Regions from separate parts of the Mus musculus genome. Here region 2 is linked to region 1. The links are chromatin contacts, called in public HiChIP or PLAC-seq maps. All regions are on one chromosome and are shown on one strand. Each heading gives the region's core, a stretch centred on a gene start, on an enhancer-like site or on the middle of the called end of the contact. The rest is flanking DNA. Distances are from core to core; before and after follow the strand shown. Region 1 holds the start of Best2 (bestrophin 2). Region 2 overlaps Gpt2 (glutamic pyruvate transaminase (alanine aminotransferase) 2).

Evidence for each region. HiChIP or PLAC-seq counts read pairs in DNA pulled down with a chosen protein or histone mark.
Region 2: a contact with region 1 is called in a FOXA1 HiChIP or PLAC-seq map of pancreatic cancer cells. The contact joins the enhancer-like site here to the promoter of Best2 in region 1. A contact is called at or near these places in 2 of 39 promoter capture datasets (HPC-7-derived erythroid cells and pre-B cells), 2 of 115 datasets of contacts at active chromatin or transcription factors (bone marrow-derived macrophages and pancreatic cancer cells) and 1 of 9 other capture datasets (embryonic stem cells).

What each region holds. Positions count from the first base shown.
Region 1 is chr8:85,012,734-85,015,876 of GRCm38.p6, reverse strand. It overlaps Best2 (bestrophin 2), which reads left to right and starts at 1,469. Exons shown (of 10, transcript NM_001130194.1): 1 at 1,469-1,500; 2 at 2,291-2,495; 3 at 2,593-2,687. The coding sequence starts at 2,344.
Region 2 is chr8:85,527,506-85,530,648 of GRCm38.p6, reverse strand. It overlaps Gpt2 (glutamic pyruvate transaminase (alanine aminotransferase) 2), which reads right to left. Exons shown (of 12, transcript NM_173866.4): 12 at 1,747-3,143. Among named protein-coding and RNA genes, the nearest start is that of Dnaja2, 26 kb to the left of the region's middle. Within about 2 kb of position 1,563, at least 41 of the 459 cell types and tissues checked have an H3K27ac peak or open chromatin away from gene starts, as enhancers often do. A contact at or near this core is called in pancreatic cancer cells, where this site is marked.

The DNA of each region.
Region 1 (3,143 bases), core at 220-2,719:
AATTTTAGACAGGGCCTAACTATGTAGCTTAGGATGTCTTTGCATACATAGCCTCCCAAATGCTTGAATTATGGGCATATGCCACCATGCCTGCCTCCATATATTAATGTACAAATGGGTGGGTGTCACTGGGGTTTTAGTTGATGAAACTGTAGTAAGGATCCCTGTTGATGCTAGGGATGTTGTCTAGGGCTTTACAAATGCTTGACAAGTCTTTTGCTGTTAAGCTACACCTATAGTCCTTGCAAATATGCCTTCACTACGTTAGCAAATGTCAGGAACCCCCAAGTTCCTCCTCTGACCCTAGGACTATCCCACTATTTTGAGAGAGGTGCTCCCACATTTATTTCTCGTGTGAGTTTGGAGGTGTCTTTGACTTCTTTTCTCTATTGGGTTTTTTAAAAAATATTTATTTCAAGCTGGGTGGTGTTGATGCACTTGAGAGGCAAAGACAGGTAGATCTCTGAGTTCATGACCAGCCTGGTCTACAGAGTGAGTTCCTGGATAGCCAGGACTACTACACAGAGAAACCCTGTCTCAAAAAAAAAAAAAAAAAAAAGTCTAGAACTGGGGTTTTAGACACTTGTAAGCAACAGTAGGGGTATAGGTACCAAATTCTGAAAGTACAGGCAGTTTGAGTTCTTAGTCACCACATGTACTTTTTCATTTCTGTCTATATGTGTCTCTGCCTGGGTTGGGATATGTGCACTTGGGTACAGGTGCCCTTGGGTCCCCTGCAGCTGGAGGTAAAGGTGGTTGTGAGCTACCAGACTGGGTGTGGGGGACAAATTCTACAGAAGCAATATACACTCAACCACTGAGCCACCTCTCCATCTGTTGGGTTTGTGGGACTCCGTCTCATTCTGTAACCCAGGGTAGCATGGAACTCATGACAGTCCTCCTGCCTTTAGCTGCCAGCATTCCTGGCTGACCTTGAAAGTCTCTGTGACAGTGTAGATTGCCACTGTGGTAAGGGAAGCAAAATGTGTGTCTGGGTCTACAATGTGATGTGCATCTTTGTGACAGCTTGAGACCACAGGAAACTGAAGGGTGACCCAGTCTTGCTGGGCTGTGGATGTGGGGTGTGTGTGTGTGTGTGTGTGTGTGAGAGAGAGAGAGAGACCTTCTCCTTCCCGCTTTTTCAGCTCTAGGTTCCAGATACCTTGGACCTTCTCCCTAGGAGGGAGGGATACAAAGAGGAGCAAAAAAGTACAAGGCAGACCACACACACACACACACACACACACACACACACACACACACACACACACACACTACCACTACCCCACCCAACCCCACCCCCCTGCCCAGGAGACAAACTGGCAGACCTTCTCCAAACAAAGTTCTGAGGCTGTAACTCAACTAAAGGGGATGGACTTGGGAGGGGCTGCCCACGCCCACTCCCCAGCTCCTTCCCAAACAGTCTGGCTTCAGCCCCACCCAATACTGAAGACACCCTCCCTTTTAGTCTCTGTCCCTTGTGTCCCTGTACGGCCACAGGTGAGAAGGGCCAGGTCTGGGAGAATAAATGGCCCTGGACTGGCAGGCTTTGGGCAGGACTCCTGGAGAGAGAGGGGCAGAGTGGAAGGCTAGGAGGGGCAGCACAAAAGGAAGAAAGGTAAAGGAGAATCTGAAGAAGGCCTGGAGGTGTCGGAGCTGGGGGATTAAATGGGCATTGGGGTAAGCTGGTTCCTTGTCAGAGGAAGGGAGGCTGCTGGACAGACTGGGGAGCCGGAGCTTTAGAGACGCCATTCAGAGCAGTTCTGAATATGAGGGGGATAGTAGTTCTGCCGGGGCAGACTGTAGTCTCAAGAGAGGACAGAGAGAAAGCCAAACTTGGGAGAGTGGGCAACAAGAGGGGGGATATTGAACCCTGAGGATTAGAAACTGAAGACTCAGGAAGTCAAAAAGATTGAGTGTTGTACAGGTGAAAGGGATAGGAGGGTGTGTGGGAGGAAGGTCAAAAAGTGACTAGATTCATCCAAAGGTTTAGGAGTGAGGGACCTAAGATAAAGTCCAAGGGGCTTGGACCATCAGTCTAGAGAAGGAAGGCAGAGCAAGACTGGGAGATGGGAACTCGAGAAAGGGCCAGGACCCGGGAAAAGGGGGGGGGCGTTTGGGGGTTGGGGTAGGGTGGTACCAGGACGGGAGTGAGGACCGCCCTAGGGCAACGAGGTGCTAGGGTGCTGAGACATTGGATATCATCACCTGCTGCGCTGTCGCCCGCACCTCCACCTTCAACTGAAAGCCCCAGGATCAGCCCCTCCCAGCATCTTCCCTTGGCTCACAGGCCCGGACCCAGGCTAAAACCTTCTCCATTGGCCACACTGGCCAGGCGCAGCGATGACCGTCACCTACACAGCCAGAGTGGCGAATGCCCGCTTCGGTGGCTTCTCGCAGCTGCTGCTGCTGTGGCGCGGAAGCATCTACAAGCTCCTGTGGCGAGAGCTGTTATGTTTCCTGGGACTCTACATGGCACTAAGCGCCGCCTATCGGTGAGAAGACCTGGAGTTGGGGCTGGGGATCTGAGCCCTGCGGAAGGGACTGGGAGTGGAGGGGAGACCTGTAGCTACTGCATTCCCTACCCCACAGCTTCTTACTGGCAGAAGAGCAGAAGCGCTACTTCGAGAAGCTTGTCATATACTGCGACCAGTACGCCAGCCTCATCCCCGTCTCTTTCGTACTTGGTGAGGTTGGGCCCCCTGAGAATCTTATTCCTACGTAAGGGAGAAATCTGTTTTCCATCCATGCTTCTTGGAGACCCCCATTCCTACCCCTCTAAGACTCAAATCTAACCTCCAAAGCTGGGTGTGGTGGCGCACGCCTTTAATCCCAGCACTTGGGAGGCAGAGGCAGGAGGATTTCTGAGTTCGAGGCCAGCCTGGTCTACAGAGTGAGTTCCAGGACAGCCAGGGTTACACAGAGAAACCCTGTCTCGTGGTGGGGGGTGGGGAATCTAACCTCCAGAGCTTCCCACTTCCAAATCCACACCTGAAAGATGACCATATGACCCTACATCCTGAGACATTTTTTATGATGTCCTCTAAGGTGCCCCTTGGGAGCATCACCTCACCCACAGACATCACAAGTTGTATCTGCGTCAGGTTACTATCCTCCACACACACACCCATTCTGAGCACCCT
Region 2 (3,143 bases), core at 314-2,813, 510 kb before region 1:
AATGTACCAGGGAAGAAGAGGCAGAAGAGTCGGGACTACAAGTCCATGCGCCTCATACTCAGTGCTGTGGTCAATCCTGAACGACAATTAGTAGGACTTAGAAGCACCATGACAGCAAGTATTTGGTCATATACGTGTTTAATCTTTGTTAGGTTATTTGCGAGAGGAAGACACACCCTTAATGTGGGACATAACATTCTGTGGTCTGAGGTCCCATAATGAATAAAAAGGAGAAAGTGGGCTCAATACAAGCACTCATCAGGGTGGACAGTTCCCTCAAGGCCTTGCTGCCACGACTCCCTGCTACCTTGGACTGTGTGCCCTCAAACTGTGAGCCCAAATAAACTCTTTCTTCCTTTCTCAAGGTGTTTTATCATGGCAAACAGGAAAAAAGAATACTAAAAAAAAAAAAAAAAAAAAAGACTGTCATGAAGTGGGGCTGTTGCCATGATAAACCCAACCATATAGTTCTTACCTGTTTGGAACTGGTTTGTTGGAGGAACATGGAAGAGTTTTGAAACTTTGGGCTAGAAAAGCCTTTGAGTACTACAGGCATAGTTTAGTGGGTCATGCCCGTGGGAACCTGGAGAATAATTCTGAGAGCAATGGGGACAGCAGAGGCCTGGTTCACAAGGTTCCCAGTGAAGAGCCAGTGGGACCATTCATGGGATATTCTGGGAAATAGTCCGCCTGTGTCATAAGAGCCTGAATCTGGTTGAATTTAAAGGCTTGTTGTCTCACTCCAGGCCTCTGCTGACAAAGCATGCCATGGTGGGGAGCACAAGTCACTGAAGAGAGGAGGACTGGCGAGCAGGCAGGAGTTCAAAGCCAACCAGGACTACACAGTGAGACCATCTCAACATTACCCCCTCCCCTCCCATCTAGAATAATATCTGTAGTTTCTGATCTGTATTTAACACACTCAACTGTACAATAAAATATAATTTACTCCCTAGAGAGTTGGTGTGTGTTCCTATGTGGGCTCCTGTGAGGGAAGCTACAAAACATTTCTCTGTCCACTTAGCTACCAACTAGCTGTGACTCCCACAAGCAGCTCACTACACAACTCCAGCACCAGGGGATGCAATGCCTCTGGCCTCTGTGAGCTCCTGTACTCGTGTGCACACACATACACTTCTTTTTGTTTGTTTTGGTTTTTGTTTGTTTGTTTTTGTTTTTTCGAGACAGGGTTTCTCTGTGTAGCTCTGGCTGTCTTGGAACTCACTCTGTAAACCAGGCTGGCCTCAAACTCAGAAATCCACCTGCCTCTGCCTCCCGAGTACTGGGATTAAAGGCCTGAGCCACCATGCCCAGCTACACATACACTTCTTGAACACACATCCTCCACACCCACACTAAAGTGGCCTCTGTTAGTGTAGCACCATCCCTTTTTCATGGGTTGTTTCTTCTGACTCAATGTTACTCAGCAAGGCTGGCGATCCTAACAGCCATTCCCACCTCCTCTGTACACGGCTCCCCTTCCTGTGCAAAGCACCCTCTTCTCACAAGCCAAAATATCTGACTCAGGAAAGGACACGTGGGACCATGAGATTTTCTATGTGCAATGGGGCAAGGCAACCTCTGCCAGAGTAAACATTAGAAACAGAGCCAGTTTCCCTACAGCTTACACAGGATAGTCAGTTTCTTTGCTTAAACTGTGTTGAGTGGGTTCCTAATGATTCCTAGTTAGAGTCCTAGTTATTTTTCTTTGCATACTTTCTAAATTTTAATAAAGATATAGAAAGCATATTTTAAAAACAATTTTAAATTTGAAAGCCATATTCCAAGACAAATGTGAACTGGGAAACCTGGGTAAGATCAATACAATGTCGTATAGCACAACCCAACCCATCGCTTCTCCAGCTCCTGTCCCCACCTCTCCGGCCTTAATCTCTTCTTACTTTACTGCCAGCAGAAAGCAAAAGTCCACATTAGTTTTAACAACTTGTTAGAGCCAGGAATGGTGGCACAATCCCAGTGTAGACTGTAAAGGCAAGAGCCTCAGGAGTTCAAGGTCAGCCTTAGACTACACAGTAGTTTAAAGTCAGCCTGGGGTACAGATGTACTAGCATACTAGGCAGCCAGAGAGCAAGGCTCTCAAAACAAAAACAGAAACAAAAGACCTCCAAAGTTTCTCCAACTAAGCAACTCCCTGTCTTTAGGGTCAAACCCTAAGAAGCAGAAGCTGGGACCCCAGTAGAGGAGTTAAAGGACTGGGGGAGCTGAAGGGGTTTGCAACCCCATAGGAAGAACAACAATACCAACCAACCAACATCCCCGCCCCCTCCCCAGAGCTCCTAGAGACTAAACCACCAACCAAAGAGGACAGATGGAGTGACCCATGGCTCCAGCCACATATGTAGCAGAGGATGGCCTTTTTGGGCATCGATGGGAGGAAAGACCCTTGGTCCTGTGAAAGCTTGATGCCCCAGTGTAGGGGAATGCTAGCTCAGGGAGGCGGGAGTGGGTGGGTGGGGGAGCACCCTCATAGAAGCAGGCAGAGTGGGGATAGGGAGTTTCCGGGCTGGGAAAGGGGATAACATTTAAAATGTAAATAAAGAAAATATCCAAAAAAAAAAAAAAAGAAGCAGAAGCTGTTGGTTAACCAAGTTTGTGATACTTAGGTAAATGTACTGTTCAGGAACACATATATTTATACTTGTGCATATTTAAAATATATAAGATACTAAAAATATATGCACATATACACAGATCCACTCAACAGTGACATCCACCCAACCATTTATTGCTTCTGTTGTTTTCAGTTTTGTTGTGATTAGGTCTTTTTTGTTTTTGTTTTTGTTTTTCAAGACAAGGTTTCTCTGTGTAGCCCTGGCTGTCCTGGAACTCACTCTGTAGACCAGACTGTCCTTGAACTCAGAAATCCACCTACCTCTGCCTCCCAAGTGCTAGGATTAAAGGCGTGAGCCACCACTGCCCAGCGTGACTAGGTCTTATTAGGTAAATCAGACAGGACGCAAACTCGCAGACACCAGTCTGCCTCTGCCTCCCCAGTCCTAGGATTAAAGTGTATGCCATCATACTCAGCCCCACGCAACTTTTAGTTTTTATTGACCAAGCTGCTCAGTCACCACTCTGGAAGTATTTTATTGTTCAGAGCTTCCCAGCATGGCTGTTACAAA